Regions from separate parts of the Anser cygnoides genome. Here region 2 is linked to region 1. The links are chromatin contacts, called in public Hi-C maps. All regions are on one chromosome and are shown on one strand. The core of a region is the stretch at or near the end of the contact, and the rest is flanking DNA. Distances in the headings are between cores, read along the strand shown. Region 1 holds the start of DCTD (dCMP deaminase). Region 2 holds the start of CDKN2AIP (CDKN2A interacting protein).

What was found. Hi-C and Micro-C count contacts between places; a contact is called where the count stands out from the background.
Region 2: a contact with region 1 is called in a Hi-C map of liver, with 3 times the contacts expected there. The contact joins the promoter of CDKN2AIP here to the promoter of DCTD in region 1. A contact is called at or near these places in 2 of 7 Hi-C or Micro-C datasets (both in liver).

The regions. Positions count from the first base shown.
Region 1 is chr4:58,855,679-58,862,616 of Taihu_goose_T2T_genome, forward strand. It overlaps DCTD (dCMP deaminase), which reads right to left and starts at 3,530. Exons shown (of 6, transcript XM_048078264.2): 1 at 3,377-3,530. The coding sequence starts at 3,408.
Region 2 is chr4:59,044,686-59,051,623 of Taihu_goose_T2T_genome, forward strand. CDKN2AIP (CDKN2A interacting protein) reads left to right here and starts at 4,437. Exons shown (of 3, transcript XM_066996207.1): 1 at 4,437-4,739; 2 at 4,852-4,982; 3 at 5,815-6,938. The coding sequence starts at 4,516. LOC125184582 (a long non-coding RNA gene) reads right to left here. Exons shown (of 4, transcript XR_010831208.1): 2 at 1,375-1,487.

The sequences.
Region 1 (6,938 bases), core at 2,280-4,779:
AAGACAGAGCAATTTATCCCTGATAGATAACGCCTTGTATATTTCTAAGATCCAGGTATATCATGTACTGGCATTCTTTTCGCTCAAACAACATAATCTTTTTTTATGATGACTGTGCTAACTGCAAGCCTCTAATCTAAGCTATTTTGTACTTCTGCCTACGACAAGTGTTCGTTAGATTTCTATTTGGAAGCTTCCTGTGCAGGCTTTCCTTTCTGTCTGTACAATTATAGCGGTGAGCTTGCCTCTCAATGCAACACTTACTGGCAACAATCTGACCTTGTAAACTATTCTGATAGGCCCCTGCTAAGTTGCTCTTGAGATTATGCCCTTTATGAAAGCCTCCTAAAAGATGATACGAGATAGATTGAAGATTTTTTCCCTTAGAATATATAAGCGTGGCATGAAAAGCAGTTTCTTTCCATACTTTTTGGGGGTTTGTTTGGGGGAGGCAAAGGGGATGTGAAGAGGCAGAGGGGATGTGATTCATCACTTTCTCTTGCCTCCTTATGGTTGAAAGGCTGCTTAGACAGCATAAGAAAAAATTCTGTGCTTTCCAGTTCAAAGAGGGAAAAGACATCCCCCTCTCCCCTCCAATATACTAAAGCTTAGCAGATTTCAAGGAAAATATTGAATCCAAATGAGCTTCCCCCAGATCCCACTTACCATTGCTACACTTGAAAAACAAAGTGATGTCACAATTCTAACAGCTCTCCAGTGATCCATGGAACATCTCAAATACAAGACAGTAAATAGCCTATAAAAATACAACGGGTGCAGTACTTTTCTTCTTGGGCCCCTCTTACCAAGGACTACAGCTTAAGATATTTTAGGAAAAAGAGGAAGGAGACTGAGACACCCTTCTAGCAATGTTGAGCCATGCAGAAAAATACTTCATAGGCAATTGCAAGTAGCAAGACATCTTGTAGCCACTCTAGTACCAGCGCCTTCCAAGCACAAACATTAGAAGACAAATATTTTGTTAGTTGTGGTTTTTATAACAAAAAATATAAGAATAGCATGTATTTGAGGTTTGCAGTTAGCTTGTCACACTGAGGTTACACTATTTATTGAAGAGATTGCTGGTACATGAATGATAAAACTACAAAGGTGCTATCTACTAAAACTAAATTGCTGCTTTTGAGTTGTTTGTATATGACACCTTACAACTAAGCAGTTTTGGCTTTTCCGTGGAATGAATGAGAATTATCACTGAGGCCATCATCTCAGTATAAGGTGGGAGAAACGTACATTCTCTGTGCAACCAGCACACCTCTCACACTGACAACACTGTAAATAGTGTGAAAAACTGTCAATTATGAAAGCACACAAAAACGTGAGTGCCCAAACTGGCCTGAATCATTTCAGCTAAAGGGTTGGAATGGTATCCTACTAACAAAGAATAGTGTTCAGAGAACAAGTTCACAGCAGAAAGAAAAAAATTTAAGGCTTGCCTTACTGGTCTTGCCATTTTTCCATACCAAACTGAACTTTGACAGGTTAATTAAAATGCGAAAAAAGTACTTAAGCTGATTTGAGTGATTATTTAAAAAATGTCACAAAAGCAGGTTTACACAATCCAAAACACCAGCAGACTTCAAACGATTACTCTAATACATTCCAAACTAAGTGACATTCACAATGATGTCTTCAGAGAGTCCTCAGCAGAGACATTTAAGACTCAATGCAGAACTACAGCAAATAAAACATTCTGAGAAAAGCTCTCCAGAAAAACAATAGTACTCTGAAATAAGAGATCCTGAGGTCTCCTTTTGTTAAATTATCCCCTAGCAACCCTAGTTATTCAAAAAAAAACAAAAGCCCCTATTTACTTTTCTTATAAGTACAGAACGCTATGTAAGTGGAAGTCCCTCGGAGTACCAACTTAACAGGGAGAGGAGCATATCTGAAAAATGAGCAGAAGGCTTACATCAAAGGGAACATAAAAACAAAACAAAAAACCCCTTACTCAATTACTTCTACTTAACATCACAATGATTGGCTAGATAATTCCCTCAGCTCAATGCACAGGAACACAGGAGTGTGAAATGGATATAAAACACTTCATTTCTGATTGAGCAGAAGCCAAGGACTTGGCTAGCACTCAAGCACACAGAGGAAAATTAAGTTTATAGATTTTGGGCTGCTGGTCATCCTCCTCACACTCATTTATAAGTTCTAGAATTGCATGAATAAAGGCTATTCTAGAAAATATGATAGCTGGCTGTAAAATAAGCAAATAAGGTTTATCCTCGTGATAATTCATAAGAACTTATGAATAAAAGTAATGGGAAGTAATAGCCATGAATATAACACCACTCAAGAAAGAAGAAAAAAAAATCTTCAAATTCTACAGTGATTTATAGTCTGCAGGAAAGTCTGCATAAACTGTATTTCAAAGGCAAACAGAGAAAAAGATTCTGTAATTAAAGGACATTGCCTCTGTTCTCAGCTCTTTTGCATCCATCCAGGCTTCAAGCAAACTGTAACACGCTGTCTCAAAAAGGAAGAAGTTTCATTCAACTACTAAAAAATAAAAAGTCTCCCTTAATGAAAGATGTAGTCGAGGATCCTAGAACAGAATACACCATTTCAAAAAGATTTATGGTGGTCAGTTACACAACAATGTAGTACAACTCAGGAACAACACGGTATCAGGCTATTTTTTTTTCCTCTCTCTTTTTTTTTTCTCTGCTGCTTTCATATTTGTGATATCATGTGCATTATACTCCAACTATAACGTTGGTTTTTTTTCTTCAGGATGGATTATGCTCCTGAAGATCAACTATCAATATTTTGTCACTCAACTTGCAGCAGTTAGGGTAAACGAGAGGGAGGGTATTTAAAAAAAAAAAAAAAAAAAAAGCGCCTTTAGGCACAGTCTTTTTCCCCCAAGGCCACGTGGGATACATGTGTTTGATGGCTTCCAGCACTAACTCCTTTAGGGCTCCCCATTTTGTTTGCAACTGGTGCTTTATCAAGTGGGCCTGTCATCCCGAGGCTCGGCACCTTTCCCCCACGCGTACTGGGATGCAATCGTTACATGTTCCTCACTGGGAGACAAGTTTTTGAGAGAAATAGAAAACAAACCTTCCCCACCGAGAAGCGATACTGAAAATCAACTACACCCCGATTTTCCACGAGCCCCCCCCCCCCATACCCCTAAACGCAGGCGCTTTCTAGAAACACCCAGCCCCCCGCAGCACCCCGCGGCCTGCCCCCGCGGCTCCCCGGCCGAGAGCCGGGCCCAGCTTCCTCGAAAGCAGCCGGCCCGGGCCGGGGGCACCCCGCTTCCACCCCCTCCGGGCCGCGGCCGGCAGCCGGGCCGCAGCCCCCGTGGCCGTGCCGTGCCCGGGAGGAGGCGCTGGAGCCGTACCCGTTAACGTGGCCGGGCCGCTGGGCGCTCATCCCGCCGCTCGCCTTCGCCCGTTGGCGCCAAAGCGGGAGCGGGCGGGGAAAGGGGCGGGCGGGGAGGCGGGCTGCCCTGCCGCCATGTCGCGGGGAGCCACCGGGGGCCTGACAAGTTCGCTGAGGTGTTCAGGCAGCTGAACGTGTATGTAGGCCACGCGCGCGTTATAAGTGCGAAATAAATGTGTGTGCTCGCGTGGTGTGTTTGTGTTCTTTCGGCCGGGGGCTGCCCACTCTGGATGTTTGGTCGCCTTTATGGAGGCACTCGAATGGGAGCAAGTTACTGATGTTTGCGCTTACGGGGCTGTGAGACATCACGAGGAGCCTCCCCAAATCGATCCGTGTGTGTCCAACTCATTTCCCACTGTAAACAGCGACAGGTGCGACAAACTCACTGATGCACAAAAGAAAAATGCCTTTGAGGGCAGCCCTGACACAAGTTTGAGCACACGAGCTGTGCAGCTCGCACTGTACTGTTGTCCTGAACGCGGTCACCAGACACAGCTGAAATAACTGTTTCCTGCAGCCTCATCAAAAACCATCCTCTTAAGCTAAGACGGCATTTCTGGGAAACTGGGCACACAGTAGTCTTAACCCAGAAGCTGTCCTTAGAGTCCCCACATGCTAACTAAATGCATAGGAAACTGCACAGGTGAGTATACCAGGTGATGTAAAGTACACCAACATGTGCTGTGAAAAGGTGGCCAAGTCAAGGATCCCACCATGGTCATAGCTATTCTTGAAACCATCCCAAAAAAGAGAGGCAATGGTGATCAAAACAGAGATATGCATTGCTAATCCGTTCATATTTAGATCGCTGCATCAGCTAGCTGTCTTTTTTGTTGTTGTTGTTAACAACTGACAAGCCATCAAGAATGAAAATGTTACCTAATTTTACAGATAGTCCTATTTAGTTGTCATGAGAAAACTTGGCATAAGCAGCCTGTTTTCTAAGTTTTTCAGCCCTCAGAGTGGAAAACATAATTATTTTGGTTTGTAACAGTTCTGTGTTCACAATTTCATACAGACAACTAATGTTCATGAAAAGGAACAATTTAAATGCAAGAAAAAGAAAAGAAATTTAATGAAAGTAGCATCAGTCAGGAAAACATGAGTCTGAAGGTGAAATGAAAGGCCTGATTATGGCTGATCACGAAGAGAGTTAAAGAGCACTCATTTAATTAATCTGGAGAAAAATTTAGCATAATGCAGTTCAAAAAGTTTGCTACTAACTGTGTATGTGTTTCTGCACTCTTGAAGTATGAATTAAAATTAATAGTGCTACGATTGCCTATGCCATATTTATTATTGTTCATAATTAAGATTCTGAGGGCAAACCATAACAACTACTAACTTTTCAAAAACAGTGCTTATATGCTGATCATATGCAGTGAATGATGGATTTTCTGTTCTGTGAACACTGATTAAGAGTTCTCACAAACTATTCCCTGCCTTGAATTTATGTTTTCCAGCTTCCAGGACACTGTGGTATAAACATAGGGTTGCACTGAGGGCAGTTAGCTCGTCTTCCTACAGGTATGGGGCAAAGTCCTGCAGCCTGGTCTGTTCACTAAGACTTTTTTGGTGTCTGCCTACTTTGTAGCCCCTCTGCAGCTAATTGTCTGAATCCTCATCTCTACTACCTTTGTCTTACACTGTGATCTAGAAGCCTATTTGCCTCCTTCATCTGTCTCAGGACCATTCAGATCTTTGTGATAGAATTGGAATGCTCTAACTCAAAGCCCCTGTTAAGAAAGGCATGCACTCAAATAGGCTGAATTTCATCTAATTTTGTATCTGACACTTTAGCCCTTCCTTAGACATTCCTTGTTTGTTCCACAGAAGCAGGATGTATATGAAAAAGCATGGAGTACCTCAGGTACTCTTTTATAGTTTGTTTTTTTGTTGTTGTTGTTTTCTCTGATTTCATAGATGAAAGCCCTGAGCATGGAGTATCATGAACTTGCTGTATAGATGTCAATAAACAATCTGAGCTGATACAAATATTTTAGATGCTCTTCTTAATGAGAAGCAATACAACTTTGAAATACATGCTAAATGTATAACCATCTGTCAGGATATTTATATTTTTAGCTTAATGCTTAGGAAATGATCATCTTCTATCTTTTGTAAGTTTTGATAAAAGCAAACTAAGTTGAGTTTGGGGTTTCGGACCCTCTCCAGGTTTCAGACTCTCTCCCCATATTCTTGCTGCTTGCCAACACACACTTTTAACTTTGTTAATGTAGCATATACATAAGTTTACTCAGAGAGTAGTGTTTGCTATTGGCCAGGTTATGGAGCATACAGTTTGCTAGATGACCCTAAAATCAATCTCAAAACTTAAGAGAAAAGTAAAAAGAAATTGCTAATGAATTGTTGCTTTTTTCTCTAATAGAATAATGTTTTCAGAAACTAATTACTAGATTTAGAAAAAAAAAAGTCAAATAAATACAACAGTATGTCTATATCTGCCTATTTCTTTACATCTGGTTCTTACCCGTCTTTCAGAGAAATACATCTAGCTGACAGGATAATTTTCATAGTTAGAGAAGGGGAGTCATTTTTAGGTGTCTCATCATCCAAATATTTTTCCAAATAGGAATTTCTACTTGGGTTAAACTTTTTCTTCCGTACTTGCTTAGACACTGAGAACACACTCAATGCAAATGGAGCTGCTCATATATGCTGAACTTCTCAATTTCTATAGCCAATTTAATCGTGAATTTATGACTTCCTCACTGATCAAATGACATTTGTATCAATGTAAGGCTTTGTTCTGTGAACAAACTCCTATTGATGGAACCCTCTTGCTGGAAGACCTAAACAGGGTTAGCTGCAACAGCTTGTTAGTAAACCAGTCCATTAATAGACTGCAAAAACCTGTTAGATTTGTATAACATATCATTTTGTATAGGGAGCATAAGCATTTCAGAATTGCTACAGGAGTTTTAAATTATTACCATCCTTTGATCAAAACTAAGTAGGATGATATTGTGATACATTTGGTGCAGGTGAAAGCCTGTTGCAAATCCACTGTTTACAAACTCAAGTGCCAAAATTCAGGATGTCAGGTCTGTGTTTAGATGCCTACAGTTACACAGATTTGTGAACACAGAATGCCAAAAACACTTGATGCAGTCAGTAAAACTGTGCATGATGAGCATCTCTGACAGAATCCATGCAATACTAAGGTATTTCTGTGATTTTCAAGGCCGAATGGAAATCTGTTCTCTTTTTTATTTTTAGATTTGCTGATTTGTATATTACCTTACCTAGGATTGAGTGCTAGATTTAAGTTTTCTTCCTTCCTGTCAAAGTCTAACACTATCTATTTTGAATATCACATTCTCTGTCCTCCAGACTCAAAATTTCCACAGTTTACCAACTCCCTAAATCCAGCTTCTCACATTGCTGATAGCAGCTAAGTGTCTTCTCTGAGATCTGCCTTTTATTTGCGCTTTATTCTCACTGGGGTCACAAACAGTCTTCTGTTCGATTTTTAGCATCACAGCTATTTTTCATCTCAC
Region 2 (6,938 bases), core at 3,187-5,686, 190 kb after region 1:
CAATATTTGCATTAAGACTCTTAATACTGTTTCCTTGCTTTCTCCAACTCAAGGGTAGAGCTGTCTGCCAAAGGCCTAAGGCTTCCTACCTAAAAACTCTTAAAAGGTGGCTCTGCAAGATGGATTTCTGCAAACAAATGGATTTCTACCTCTTTTGTTCCTTTCTGGCACACAAAAAAAGACAAGAAGACATCTTATACAAAATTAGAAGGGCAGAATATTTTCTTGGTGTTACTTACCCTAGCAGATGCTTACTGCAAAGGAAAAATCTATTGAAATGCTAATGTCTCTGTGCTCACAGAGTTTTCACTTTCCCTTCCCTAAGTCTCTGTTTAAATCCCAGAGGTTCCTCTGTCAATGCTCCCCCTTCCATCACTGCTTGTCCCTTGGCTCAGGGCTGAAACTTGATTCTGTGCAACTTTTTCTGCTCTACCAATATAAACAGCCTTCCAGATCTATCCTCTCATTCCTCTTAGTCCTAGGCTCCCGGCATACAGTCCCCCTCATCTGTATGTACTCGTTCTTTTGCCTTACACTCTACCTCATTGATTTCTCCTCAAGAATTTAATTTCCTCCCTCACCTAATTCCAGTATCCTATCCCAGGTTAACTTATTTTCCCCGCCTAGTAGTTTCAGTCTCACCATGTCCCCTGCCTCAATTCTTACTGCTTCCCTCCCCTCAGTCAGGTACATGTCCCCTTACTATTCCTATCAGACATACTCAAGCACCAGTGAAAAAACAGGAATCAGCAGCTTTTCGGGAGCACAGGGAATGGTCTCTGTAACCTCACTTCCAGTCCCCAGTTCCATCCTAGTCCGGTGTGGCAAACAGAGCTGCAGCTCATAAGCAGAGTAGGCTCGACTGCAGCAGTAGTGGAGGCTGGGGGTGGGGGGGGGGGAGGACCGGGACACATGCTAAGTCAGGAGTGTGGAAAATTAATTTCTTCAAATGCTTATAAATTTGGCCAAGTATAGTCAGAAGATCAGAAAACACCTGCCCCAAATTCAGGTTTTCATGGCAAATTCCAAATCAGCTCTAGAGCATAAAGGCACTTCAAAGATAAGATCTCCACAATATTTCACCCTAGACAAAGCCCTTTTTTCCCCTGCTTTTTTTCTTAGATCACAGTTGGTAGCAGGAAAGTCATCCTAAACTCCCACCTGTAGCATGGAAAATTATATGCCGGACAACGGATGTTTAGCAAGTTGGATGCTTTATTTTAACTAACTCATATGAAAGGAAATAACTGACAACCCTATTCTAGGCATTGTTTCAAGTATAACATAGTAATAAATGCAAAGCCATATTTTAAGCTAGTAGTAAGAGCACATGAGTAAATGAAAATAATTATCAACTCAGCTCTTCATTTTTACCTTTAGTTTTATCCACTGCAACTACACAGTATGTTTTCCTCAGTTGAGAAGTCTCAGGAGAGGGGGTGACTTTATAATCCAGAGCTGCTTACAGTAGCATAACAGTAGCATACCTGCGGTGGAATAAAAACACAGATTCACTTTAACCTTCCTTCCATTGGCAGGCTTACATAGTCATTAATGCTCTTTCAGCAAGTATTTTCTGTCATTCGAAGAAATGATGGCATCTAATACGATTCCACAACCTCAGGTAATGAGGTCAGAAAGCAAACGCACATTTGCACCTCTGGGTTACTGAACAGCAGTGACCGGCTACCTTGGCCCACGCAGACACATCCCCCTGAAGTGCTGTCTCTTGCCCAGCTAGGAGACCTTCATTCAAGGCTCTGCTCCAGCAGAACCAGAACATTACCTTGGGAAACAGCAAAAGGTCTCCTTCTCTTCCAGCGTCAAGCTGCATTCCTAACAAACACAACCCAGGGCTCGCGAGTGCTTGCTCATTACTTATTGCAGGCACCAACCTACGGATGGTGCTCAGAGGATTCATTGTGCCAGGCCAGTCAGATCCCACCGCTATTACCCTTCTGCGACAATAACTCCAAGCTTTATCTTTTGCACGGCTGTGATGTTAAGGGCACACTTCCCGTATTAAGCTGAATAAAGAGTGTCACTATATATTAACCTTAACTGCACAGAACATAATTGAACTCAATGGAGCTGCTGCCCTGTGTTTCAGCGGGACTCGAGTCTGGAGAAATAATAATTCACTAGTTTACAAAGGCAGAAATAAACTTTCTTTATTATACAGCGAGTGCAGGTGCAATACTGTGATTATAGACACTGGTATGATTCACCTTGAGATTTTAGTTGTATCTTGCCAAAAGAAGCTATTATCAAGCCCCAAATGACTCTAACAACACTACTATCAATGTGGTATTTAGAAGTTCCTTCCCTAGTGGGAACAAAAACATCTCTTTTCTTCCAATCTGGAAAATTAAATGCACAGTATTAGCACCATCAATGAGGTGTTTAACTTCAAAATTGCCTCTCCTGGTGAGAATGAAAACACTACTTGTTTCCTTTTTTAAAATTAACAGCAGTGTTTTTCTCTCTTTTCTACCAAACGCACTTTTTTAATCAACCTGAGACACAGTATGTCCCTAGCGCTCAGCGAGCACTGCGGGCGTACATCTACGTGTGTCTGCGAGCCCGTGCGTGACATCACACGCTCTGGGGCTGGCATCGAGCCTGTTTCCAGTATGGTGCGAGCACACAGTCACCTTTGTCCCAACAAAAAGGCTATGTTGATTCAAAAGAAGCACTAAATAACCCCAAGCTAACAGCACAACGTGCCAGAAAGGTGCCAAACCACAGAAGTTGCTCACCACAGCCAAAAACTGTTGCGTGGCATGCCAGGAGCGTGATGACTCTGACCTTTCTCCAGCTGTCACCTATGTTTGCACTCACCCATATGGTCAGTGGTCAAAGAGGTGAAACGACTCCCAGTTCATTTGTCCTATAAAACTGGGCAAGGAAGAGTTGCAATCAGCTCTCGAGCCACTCTAGTTCCAGATCATGCGTTAGGCTTTGTAGCTGTATTGAGCCATCAACACTCCCTAAGACAATGCTTTTAGAGGAGCCCAGGTCTCACAGATGATCCCCAGATCTCAACACTGCACATACACCTTCTGGGATCCCTCTGAGCATACGGCATTGCCACTCTCACTCCCTCAAGTCCAACCCCGCCCAGCTCCTACTCTTAACTGGTAAATTACCAGTTCAGCATGGGCTGGTCCTTAGCACTTTCACTTGGCAGCTCAGGTGGTTGCAGAGGAAGACGGAGTGTTCAAGGCTGTGCTGTGTGCTCTGCTACCTTCACTAGGTTACTGGCAGTTCAGCCAGTTATCCAGGCCTGCCCGAATTCCTGCTGGCCCTTAGGGGCAGGTGCCAAGTCTGGGCCAAGCCTCAGCTGTCTTTGTTAGAGAGAGACCTGGTTCATTTGGGGCTGCAAACAAGGAGGCTGGCAGCATGTATCACCTCATCTCCAGCCCAGACTCAGACCTGTTTGCCAGGGATTCCATTCACCATTGCCTTTCAGTGTCTGTATCGACCCCCTAGTCCAGAATCCTGGTATCACGGAGTCAGAGGTCTGGGAGACAGGCCCGCCCCATCTCTACCTGGAAAACCTCGTGTGACAGATCACATCTTTCCAATGTTTCAGGCTGTATTACCAGATAACGACACACAGCACTGATTACCATCTGGATACAGATGGGTGACACCACCCCGGTGATGACCACAGTGCTGTTTCTGAACACTCTGACACCTCTTCTGGACAAACCCATTGCTCCCAGACCCCCCCGCCAGGCAGCACACAGACCTTCTCTCATTTTCTTGCCCTAGTTGCAAATACAGAGCAGTGAGTTTGTCAGATCCCATCACGCTTGTTACTGTCCTCTCTCTCAGTCCCCAGTTATCCTTACCAATGCGAGAGAGAACACTGGGTGAGTTAACTACACAGGGGAAGGAAAAACCCTTCCACTCTACCAACAGATACCGAGAAAAAGAGCATTGGCTTCCCTAGTGTTAATTCCACAAGCAGCACCTCAGCAGGCTGGCGCTGGGGATACCGTCACAGCGCGCTCACGACTTTTTCCACACAGAATTCTCGGCGCGCTTTTAGAATAAAGCCCAAGGACGAACTTTTCCAACGCAAAGCCCGCCTGCAGAGGAGCACAAGCCGATACGCGAGCCCCTCACAGGCGGCAGTTTCCGTTCTTAGCCGGTCTCCTTTATTAACGCTCCCTCCAGGACAGGACAGGACAGGACAGGACAGGACAGGACAGGACAGGACAGGACAGGACAGGACAGGACACCGCCCCCCCCCCATTCCCCTCCCCTCACGCGTCCGCCCCTCCCCGCGGCCGTTGGCGGCGCGAGCGCCCCCTCGCTCCTGCCGCCGCCTCGCGCCGCAAGGCAGGCTGGGGCGGGCGGCGGCGGCCGTGAGGTCATCGCCGGCGGCCGGAAGGAGCGGCGCGGAGCGGGGCCGGGCCGGGCGGGGCGGGGAGCGCCGCGGCGGGGCCGTTAGGGCCGTTGCGGGGCCTGGCTGAGGCGGGGGGGCGGGGGGGGGCGCGGCGGGCCATGGCGGGCAAGGCGGCGCGCGGCGAGCCGCTGGGGCGCACGGCGGAGGAGGTGGCGTGGGCGGAGGCGCTGCGCGGGGCCTGCGAGCCCGAGCAGCACTGGCGGCACCGGCGGGAGTTCCTGCTGCGCAACGTCGGGCGGCCGCCGGCGGCCGGCAGCGCCGAGCTGCAGCGCCTCGTGTCGCTCTCCATGGTGTGGGCCAACCACGTCTTCCTGGGCTGCCGGTGAGTGCGGGCCGGGTGGGGCGGGCGGCGGGCGGGGGGGTGATGGAGGCCGTCTGACGGCCTTCCTCCTCCTCCTCCTCCTCCCCCTCCTCCCCCCCTATCGCCCCTGCAGGTACCCGCCGCAGGTCATGGAGAAGGCGCTGGAAATGGCCGAAGGCATCCAAGTGAGCGACGCGCCCGTCCGCACCACGAGAGACGAACTGGTTGCCAAGGTGAAGAAAAGAGGCATATCAAGTAGCAATGGTTAGCAGATCATAGCTGTGACAATACATAGGAGTTAGACAATGCTTGCCTGTGAATGTTCGAGCTTTACCTCGGGTTTAATGTAATCCAGTTAATTTACTCTCCACAATCCCTAACCGTCTCCCCTCTTTATGCTATTTTTTCCCTCGTTAATGCTTTTGAAGTAGACACAATGTGTACCTACTCTGCTGGTGATTTAGAGCTCTTGTTTTGAAGACAATGTTTGTAAACCTACAGCCTGTGCACACCTTAAGCCAACTTTTTAATGCGATGTAGATGATTGTTCTCCAGCTTAACGGAATTCTTGTTGCTTTGCTTTTTGCTTTTTATTCAGACGCTGCTGCTTTGTAAGAAACTTAGAGTTTTGTTTTGTAAAGAAATTCCTAAATTGGTATTTTAAATGTTTTTTTATGATATTAGTAGACAAAATGCACTTTTTCTTTTTTTTTAGGTCAGACAATCTATTTAATGTGCTTTGGTCACTTTTGTTCTGGCCTGCAAGAATACAAGTACATACTTGGCCTTCAGATCCCAAACCAAAACCAGAAGTCTAGCATATGGGCACTTTTAGATTTATTTTTTTTTTTTTTGCCAAACAAATACTAAAATGTTCTGAAATGGTAGGTTGCACTTTTCGTTTTTTTGTCAAAAATTACTAAAATATTCTGAAGTAATAACTTAATTCCTGAAATTATGGTTCAAGGTGTAATCCTAATATATACCCTTTAACTTCAGAGGGATGTCTGTTAGAAGTTTTTAGATAAATTGCTTCTAGATGGATATTTCACAGTGCAGAAATTGAAGAGAATAACGCACTTACTTTGTTTTGCAGAAGGGGTAGAGGAGCCCTCCAAGAAACGAGCTGTTGAGGAAAGCAAAGATGCTAAGGATACCGAGAAGGATGTGAAAACAACCGAGGCAGAATCTCCTAAGGAAACAGAGAGCACATTGCCAAAAAAGCAGGAAAAAGATAGTAGCAAAGAATCAGAAAGCTCCCAGTCAGCTTGCAGTTCAAATCAAGCGGCAGTCGTAGCACTGAGCATAGAAGCAGAAGAAAAACCTGTTAACGCTGAAAATACTACTGAGCAAAGTCCAACCCCGTCTTCATCCGAAAAGGAGTCGGGAGAGAATCCACCTAAGGAAGGCAAGTGTGAAAATGAGCCGTCACCTGAAAAAACTACGTTAAGTTCCGGTCCACCGGCTGCTGCCAAGAGCGCCCCGCAGGCAGGAGCAGTGCCACCGGCGGCTGCCAAGAGCGCTCCACAGACGGAGGCAGTGCCACCCGCTGCTGCCAAGAGTGCCCCGCAGGCGGCAGCGGTGCCAGCGACTACTGCCAAGAGCGCCACGCAAACGAGCGCTACCTTGCTGTCTTCCAAAAACCAAGCGAGTGCCATGCCATCGGTGTCCAAGAGCGTCGCCCAGGCGGGCGCCTCGCTGCTGCTCGCCCCTAAGAGCGTCGCTCAGCCGGGCACCTCGCTGCTGCTGGCGCCCAAGAGCGGCGCCCAGGCCGGCACCTCACTGCTGCTGGCCTCCAAGGGCAGCGCTAAGGCGGGATCCTCGCTCCTGGCCTCCAAGAGCAGTGCGGAGGTGGCTGCCTCGCTGCTGGCCGCTCGGAGCGGCACTCAGCAGGGTGCCTCGCTGCTCACCTCCAAGAGCAGTGCTCAGGTAGCTGCTTCGCTGCTGGCCGCTCGGAGCGGCTCTCAGCAAGGTCCCTCGCGGGCTGGGGCACCCTCCAAGGGCGGCACGCAGGCCGGTTCGCAGCAGCTTGCCTCCAAGAGTAGCTCGCAGGCAGGTGAAAGTCCCGCTAAGGCTTTGTGCAAACCGTTAACCAGTGAAGATGCAAAGGAAAGACAACCTTTTTTCAACAGACTCTACAAAGCTGTAGCCTGGAAACTGGTTGCTGTGGGAGGCTTCAGCCCTAGTGTAAATCATGCCGAACTTCTTAACTCGTCTATT